3 separate regions of the Danio rerio genome follow, and all the other regions are linked to region 3. Evidence: chromatin contacts called from public Hi-C and Micro-C data. All regions are on one chromosome and are shown on one strand. Each heading gives the region's core, a stretch centred on a gene start, on an enhancer-like site or on the middle of the called end of the contact. The rest is flanking DNA. Distances are from core to core; before and after follow the strand shown. Region 1 holds the start of si:dkeyp-79f12.7 (a long non-coding RNA gene). Region 2 holds the start of rps12 (ribosomal protein S12). Region 3 holds the start of si:dkey-261l7.2.

Region 1 (2,700 bases), core at 174-2,673, 140 kb before region 3:
CCATCTGAAAAGAGAGGGAAAATGATGGGCAGTTGGTTGGAGGTGAATGCCTTGACAGAGATGTAATTTCGAATTAAATATAAACTTTTGTTTCTTTGTTTAATTGAGGAGCTACAAAAAGCCCTCTAAAATCAAATGTTGTAAATGAATCAGACTTAAAATGTAAATACTGTCACTTGACAGATGCAAAAGACTTCGGCAAACAAATCAAGGTAAAGGCAAGAGCAGCTCGACTTGTGTATTTCATATTGAACTCCATTGTGTTATAAATGGGATTATTTATGTTTTTACTATAATAAGTTCATTATAAAATGTTAAAAATGATACTGCATCATTATTTAATATGTTTTAAAGCAATGATTTCTAGTTGTTTTTGATTAATACTCAAATAAATTGGAAATGCCAACAGCAAATTTAATGTAATGTGGTTTGGTATCTTTAACTTCAGCCCACAGCCCTCAATCAAGTTTGGTTTTTGACCCTTTATAAGAAAAAGTTAAAAGTTTGGACACCTCTGATGTATATTTTATTTATTTATTTATTTTTTAACATCTTATACTACTCTGAATAAAAAAAAAAAGACTAATGTGTAGTGAAACATGGATCTAGAGAAGTCGAGCACAGATGCACAGAGAGCAGAACAAATAAATGAAAGTGCCTATCCGTGACAATGAGCTGCCATAAGAAAACATTTTGGAAATCAGTGTATGATGCAGTAAACATATGCAGAGCAGTGGGATCCAAGTTTTCATGTCCCAAAATCCCAGAATGCACTGCGCTGTATAATGGCACATTCTCATTAAGATCTATTGCATAACATATAAGCAATTCCATGCAAAAGTTAACCTTGCCATGAAAAAAGTTTTCAACAAAATAGAGAAACCGTTTCGACATTTTTGTTAGCATTGTTAGCATTGTGTTAGCAAGTATTTCACAGTAGCCTAATTTAAAAATACTCAAAAATTTCACTGCTAATGTTTTCAAACAATTTTACCAAATTTCACATCAGCCACATCCATAACGGAAAAGTGTCACTTCCATAACGATGCTTCTTCCTCATAAATGTCAAATAAAATAAAATCATGCATTGTAGTTCTATAGAGAGCCAGCTCTTATTCTTTTGGGTTGTGCAGTTTAATTCACAGAATTCCTACAAGTATATTGTAAATTTGCAGACTTTTTTATTTTATTTTCCTCATTTAAAGTATGAAAAATGTTTACAGTTTAAAATTTTTCTGATCCTATAACTCTGTGGTTAGTTGTTTAGGAAAATATAAGCAGATGTTTCAATATATTGTTAGCAAATAGTTTCTATGTGAATTGATGTCTTGGGTTTATATTGCAAATGTCACATGCATAACGCTGGGATTGCTCCTATGCAGAATGGGCTATATGCACGCATTACTTCCGCGTTTTGTCTAAGGCCGCGGTCCAGCTTCCGGTCTGGGTGATTTTAAGCGGAGGTAAACAGTATTATGGCAGAGTCGTCAATATTTACTCGCTGTTTGCGAGTAAATTATGGTCAACGATGTGCAAATGATTGTCCGGATGTACTCTACAACACCGCAGAGCAAAGCTTGAGAAAGGTTTCAAGTTTTATGCATCTTCCTACCTGTGCAATTATGAAGGTAAGTTCAGCTAGCCTGAAGGCTAACTTTAGCGTTAATACTCTTACGATCCGTCCATCGGAAGCTTTATCACGTAAGTAAAAATAATCATATGTGTACGTAATTCTGTCTCATAGTGTCAGGTAAAAACAGGGCAGGAATAAGGTCTCAGTGAGAGCTCATTACTACCGATAGATCTATGAAGAAATCGGAGTCTCCTCACTAGCTGAGAGTAGGACAGCATACATGTGAAATTCTGTCCCATTCATACTTTTACTGTTCTAAAGTGACCACCACTGTTCAGTTCGGATAGTTACAGAAACACAGATGCTGTCTTAGCTTGTAAGCATGATTAATGAGCAAGATATATTAGGAATGAAATAATACAATGCCGTTCCATCCACAACAGACAAATAGCGCTGTGATTTATTGAACTGATTTATTGCTGAAACAGTGGAGATGACAGATGCAGTGTAACAGTGTAGATAGCATGCTTTCTATTTAGCCTATAACATTGTAATTAAATGGGAGGGTGACCCAAAACAATAAGGTGTCATTAGTTAATTTCACATCAACAATTTGTCTATTGCAATATTTATTAGTTTTTTATGTTAATGAACAAATGCTGATTCATTGTGCTTGTTAACTCACAATGTAATAGCTAATGTTAACAAGCATGACTTTGGATTTTTATTCATTAGTAAATTAGTTTAACAATGCTAACTATTAAATATTAAATAGTTATTTTAATAGTGAGCAAATACATTAACTAATGAAACCTTATTTTAAAGTGTGACTAAAGGGAGCTACTTTTAAATAATTTAAATTAATGATTTACTGTGTAGTTTAATCTGATGATATTGCTGCAGATGCCTTTCAAAAGAAGATATTTTGAAGAAAGCTGAAAACCTGTAACCATTGACTTCCATAGTAGGAAAAAGAACTACTATGAATATCAGTTGTTGCAAGTTTCCAGCTTTCTTCAAAGTATTTTTGTTTGTGTTAAACATCAGAAACAAACTCATACAGGTTTGGAACAAGTGAAGGATGAGGAAATAGAATTTTCAGTTTTGAGTGAAGTGCCTTTAATGAC
Region 2 (2,700 bases), core at 52-2,551, 170 kb before region 3:
AGGAAGTGAATTAAACCGATGCGGTTTACTTTAAGTATGAACACCGCGGTCTACACTTACTCTCAAGTTAAATTTAAGAGCTTAAATACTATTATGGATTAAATTTAAGACAAATGAGATGTCAAAATGACTTCTAATTGAACATGTAAATTAAAAGTACTATTAAAAAAAAAACTAGAAAGCACACAATGCATTTTTTTATACAAGTTACATTTTTAAACTTTACAACAAGACTAAACACACCATTAAAAGGATAGTCCACCCAAAATAGTGCCATTCTTCAAAACACAATTTGAGATTCATCTGTTGAGATAGTTTGAAGAATGCTGATTGAACACTACCATTTTAGAAAAACAGAAATAAACTCAAGTTTAAAACCACATGAGGTAGAGCATAGGTCTCAGACTCAATTCCAGGAGGGCTGAGGCTCTGCAGTTTTCAACCCTAATCAAACACAGCTGATCCAACTAATGGTGTTCATGACTCTTGAATGCCTTGATTATTTGGATCAGCTGTTTGATCAGGTTGAAGCAAAATTGTGCAGAGCTGAGGCCCTCCAGGAATTAAGATTGAGTCCCATGAGGTGAAGTAAATTCTCTGTGAACTATCCCTTTAAGCGAGAATAAGGTCTGAAATGGACTTTAATTAGATTTAATACTCATGAATAACCCTGTAATTGAGTCACACCTGCCAAGTACACTCATGCTAAAGGTAACTAACAATAGAAGTAATTTTCTCGTGTCTATTTTGTAGAATGGATGTGTATAGATGTGTATTATACATACAAAAAAGCTGACCAGTGTTTTATCACAAGGAAAATGAATGGGAACAATCAATATGGTCCATAAAGCTTTTAACACAGGATCGGCTTAAAATAATAGCCATGTGCTACTAGTAACTTACAATTAGTTTTCTTTGAGCAGCAGCTCGTTATATTAAGTTGTATTAGTAAGGGGAAAAGTAATTGTTTCATAACATACAGGTTATAAATAATTTTTTAATACTTAAATAATGTAATACTCGTTTATAAATGTTCTTAACGGAGCAGTGCATGCTATGAAGGGTGATGTAGCATCAGTCACTCACCCTTCCTCGGCCATTGTAGATTAGCGATGGATGCGAGGAGTTATTCCTGAAATAAAGACATAATATGATGGATATATTAATATCCGTTGCTTTGGATGCATCTCGGGTTATTTTAAAGGCAGGATGGTTAATATTTAAGACCGATTGTGTCAGAGATTTCAGAAGCTCGCCCTACCTTCCCTCTGACTGCGGGTAAAGAGGACGTCATAGTGTCGACAACATTGCTTTAAGCGCTAAAGGGCCCCGTTGGTGTTCAACTCATTGCCTGCGTGGAAAGCAACGGCACTGTTTATAGCGTTTTCATTGTGTATAGTTTTAGTGTTGCTGATTTATTTTATTCAATAAATATCGCTCAGTATCGTTTTAACATTTAAGTACTTTTTATTATTCTCGGTGAACAATACTTAAACGCACAACTAGGTGTTGCTGATGTGATGTCTACCATTTTGCACTATGTTGGAAAAGATATTTATAAATGGACATGATTTTTAGGCTACTTTTTCTACAATTTTGCATATAAATAGTGTCACCAGATGATTCGACTAGCTCTTTTTGGAAAGTATTTGATTTTAGATTTGCGTGACTTTGTAGGAGAGGGCATCACTTGATAAAATGAAATCTCATATATTATCTGATTATCTGCATAGAAAAATACAATTGATAGAAATAATATACACAGCTAAGTGCTTTGTGTTTTTTTGTGAGGTCTAAAATTTAATCATTAACTGTAAAATAACATTGCAGAGTCTGCATCCTAAACAAATACAATTTATCTTTGTTACAGCTGCAAATGTAATTCCTTGCTCCCAAAATTCACTTTAAAATGCAGGCAAATGATAGTCTTTCATTCTATAATGGTTAATGTTACAAGGACTCCACTGGTGCTGCTCCACTGTAATCACATTACAATGTTGATGCAGAAATTATATATGAAGATGCAAAAACCTCTAAAAGCCATCTGAAATTTTCTTCTAAAGTGAGCGTTTTTATCAGTCTCCAGTGTGAAGGTTCAGTAATTTCACTTTTTTGGCAAAGAATAAGTTATTTTCATTGTTTTCAAAGTGACATAACTCAACGTAAACAAAGTAGGCTGAGAATAATTCTCATTGTTGGTGGAAATTTCAGAGGGCCATTCATTCGGCGCTGGCATGCATCATGTGGGCCAAACATGTCCCGGGTTTAGCAGAGGTGGCACTGTCTTAGAGGCAGCACACAAGACCAAAAGTCAAAAATGTAGTGTTTGGCCCAGGTGTTAAAAAACTGATATGTGGGCCATGCAAGTCTGGCATCTTGACCCACATTTGAAATACATTTTAATTATTTTTGAGAAAAATTCTATCTATCAGGTCGCTTCAAGAATTAACTTGGCTGAGACTTGGCTCAGATATGGTCCATGTTTAGCCCTTGTCTGGAAGCCAGATCAAAGTCATGTACCAGATCAGAGTCACGTACCGTAATTAACGGTGGAATCTGAACCAAGCAATAGCTGATTTTGTGGGCCAGAGCTGGGCCAGAGAAGTTTTGCTGTGTAGACTGTTCAACATAAATGTGCTGCCCTCAGACATCAGAATTTACCATAGTAAATCTGACTGTTGACAGAGCCTTCATTCCTCT
Region 3 (2,700 bases), core at 40-2,539:
TCGAACCACCGACTTTCTTGCTGTGAGGCGACAGTGTTAACCACTGAGCCCCAAGTTGAATTATATTGAATTGCATTTGATGGATACATTTACATTTATTGAGTCCAAAAGGGAGGATTTGTGTGACCCTAAAGTGGTGAAACTGTTTAAAACATTGTATTCAGCTAGATACTGAGTGAAATTCATATTCAATCATCTCTCAGTAGCTAATCATTTTAAATCATGGAAGGATTAATTAGTCTGATATTATAGTCTGACATGATAACTAATATTGAACAAAATGCATTGCATTATTTGAGGGTTAATGCCATAGAAAGATTCAATTATTGATGATAAGCCATTTCTTAGAGAATTGCGCCCTCTTTTGGGCATTAGTCGGAATTGTTTTGTTTAGAAGCTATGATATGGGTATTTGAAATTGCAAAAACCTCGAAGTACCATCTGTAATTTTTCAGTTATTTCATGTTGAAAGCAATAAAAATAACTCATTATTTACCATAAAAGGGAAATTTCTTGACCAAGACATAAACCTGAGGCTGAGACAAATGGTAATATTAGATGAAAATTTGAGATGGCACTAAAAGGTTTTTGCATCTGAACTCTTTATATATTCACAATAGGTGTCCTTCTTTTTAGTGGTCACAAAGTAATTATTAAAAATAAGTAGGTTACCTGCTTAAGAGACTAAGATAATTTAAAACGGGTTTAAAAAATCATTAGAAACATTAGAAATTATAAAAACGTCTGTTGTAAATTTAAAACAATATATCTAGATATCATCTGTCAAGTAGCTAATCACTTTAAATTTATTAAATGAAAGGATTAAATGGAAGTTATTGTATATTATAATGACATAACTAATATTGAACATTGTAACATAAAGGGTTTATGACATAAAAAAATATATAAATATTGATGATAAAACATTTCTTAGAGAAGGGCGCCCTCTTGTGGATTAGTTGGAAAAATCTAGAACAAATATTGGTTAGTTTTTATGGCTATGTGCAAGTAGTCTGACTAAAATTAACGAACGCATTAAGATATAGACCTAGCCTATATAATATGTCTTTAAATAAACTGCAACATTGTGGTAGAAAACTACTGTTATAAGTATTGAAATGTTTTTTTTATAATTTAGGAAATTTATATCATAAAAAGGAACTGAGAAAAAACTAACAAAGTAAACAAACCTGCGCGCGCGGCGGTTCCTGACGTGGCGGCTCGAGGCGCGTCCACACCTCCTCTCGTGGGCCGCCGCTATTGGACGCGCAGTCTAATAATGCTAAACCACAGAGGCGCAGGTGCCAAAACCGAAACCTCCCGCATGTAAATTTCATATTCAGTTTTCAAAGCAACGCTTACACAACGCACAACACGCTAAGAGTTTCGACGATCTCTTCCCGTTTGTCTTTGTGAAGACAGTGAAGTCAGTCAGTGTTGATTTGATTGTACTGAAGTTCTAAGGTAAGATAGCCTACAGTAGGTTAAGATTAACATTTTCTGCTACATGATAGTAAATGTAGTGTTTCTATATTTGTAACTACAACATTTTAAAAAGAAGCAGTAGACTCTGTGCTGATGTGATGTGAAATGTGTTGTATGCAGTGATGCCCCAGCTCACGTCAGGTGTGATCTTGCAGCTGACGCTCCTGCTGTCCGCTTTACCTGCGCAGTATCTCATCTCCAGGTGGACAGGAAGAACCGCCACACAGCGACACATCGCCACTCAGACGTAAACAACACACAAACATAAAACAAGCTTTCATATAGCCTACAGGGGGGTGTGGGTTGGTGTCAAGTGTTTCGGTTATGTTTGTAATATGGCTCAGTGAACCACATTTATAAGCTATGTTTAATTAAATTAAATCTACTTTATTAATCAAACGTGTTATTATGTTTTCAGTGTTTTGAGGGATATTAAGTGGTCGTCAATGATATTTGGGATATTCAAATCTGTGACACTCACAGGTTTGCTTTCCTGCACGTATTAATAGATGACTGCTTGTATTTTTTTATTTCGCAGTTTAGCTTTCATGTGCGAGCCAGTGTATAGAATAAAAATCATGCATCTAGTTTTACAAACACCTGCAAACACCCTTTTTAAAGAAACACTTTTTTGTGAACACTTATTCTGTCTGTTGCTGCTCTAGATTTGCTGGTTTCACACCTATAAATTAATATTTCTGGCACAAACATGCCTTCACAATGGTATGAAACATTATAGGGGTGGTCAAATGTATAGGGAAGTTATCACCTATTTTAATTATTAAAATTATTTAAGATACAGATCAGAGCAAACTATTTCTTAATTATTAAAGGGCAGACCCCCACATACATCTTTAGGTGGGATAAAGCGTTAAATAGAGAGGTCAGACCGGTTCATTCCGCTGTGGTGACCCCTGATAAATAAGGGACTAAGCGGAAGGAAAATGAATGAATCATTAGTCGTGTGTAGTACTGACTGTGTGTATGAGCTGATGAACTTCAGCTTTGCCATCACAGATATAAGGAATTTTTTTTTAAATACGTGATCCATAAAACAATTTATTTTACATCATGAATAAATAAGATATACATTGATGTATTCTTTGTTAGGATATGACAATATTTGAAACTATTTGAAAATCTGGTATCTCAGCATTTAAAACAGAGATGCCCAAAGTAGGGTGATGTGTAAATGAATCAAATTGGGCATCATGG

What was found. A called contact is a pair of places that touch in the nucleus more often than the background predicts.
Region 1: a contact with region 3 is called in a Micro-C map of caudal fin, with 8 times the contacts expected there. The contact joins the promoter of si:dkeyp-79f12.7 here to the promoter of si:dkey-261l7.2 in region 3. A contact is called at or near these places in 3 of 18 Hi-C or Micro-C datasets (caudal fin, hematopoietic stem cells and an unstated tissue).
Region 2: a Hi-C map of hematopoietic stem cells shows a contact between it and region 3, with 4 times the contacts expected there. The contact joins the promoter of rps12 here to the promoter of si:dkey-261l7.2 in region 3. A contact is called at or near these places in 5 of 18 Hi-C or Micro-C datasets (caudal fin, embryo, fibroblasts and 2 more) and 1 of 4 datasets of contacts at active chromatin or transcription factors (caudal fin).

The regions. Positions count from the first base shown.
Region 1 is chr23:34,344,777-34,347,476 of GRCz12tu, reverse strand. It overlaps si:dkeyp-79f12.7 (a long non-coding RNA gene), which reads left to right and starts at 1,423. Exons shown (of 2, transcript NR_170130.2): 1 at 1,423-1,628. The region is part of intron 2 of lca5 (lebercilin LCA5); the gene reads left to right.
Region 2 is chr23:34,372,958-34,375,657 of GRCz12tu, reverse strand. rps12 (ribosomal protein S12) reads right to left here and starts at 1,301. Exons shown (of 5, transcript NM_200046.3): 1 at 1,087-1,301. The coding sequence starts at 1,100. lca5 (lebercilin LCA5) reads left to right here and starts at 523. Exons shown (of 9, transcript XM_073939207.1): 1 at 523-583. The region is part of intron 2 of zgc:153284; the gene reads left to right.
Region 3 is chr23:34,207,601-34,210,300 of GRCz12tu, reverse strand. It overlaps si:dkey-261l7.2, which reads left to right and starts at 1,289. Exons shown (of 7, transcript NM_001386508.1): 1 at 1,289-1,464; 2 at 1,606-1,732. The coding sequence starts at 1,608.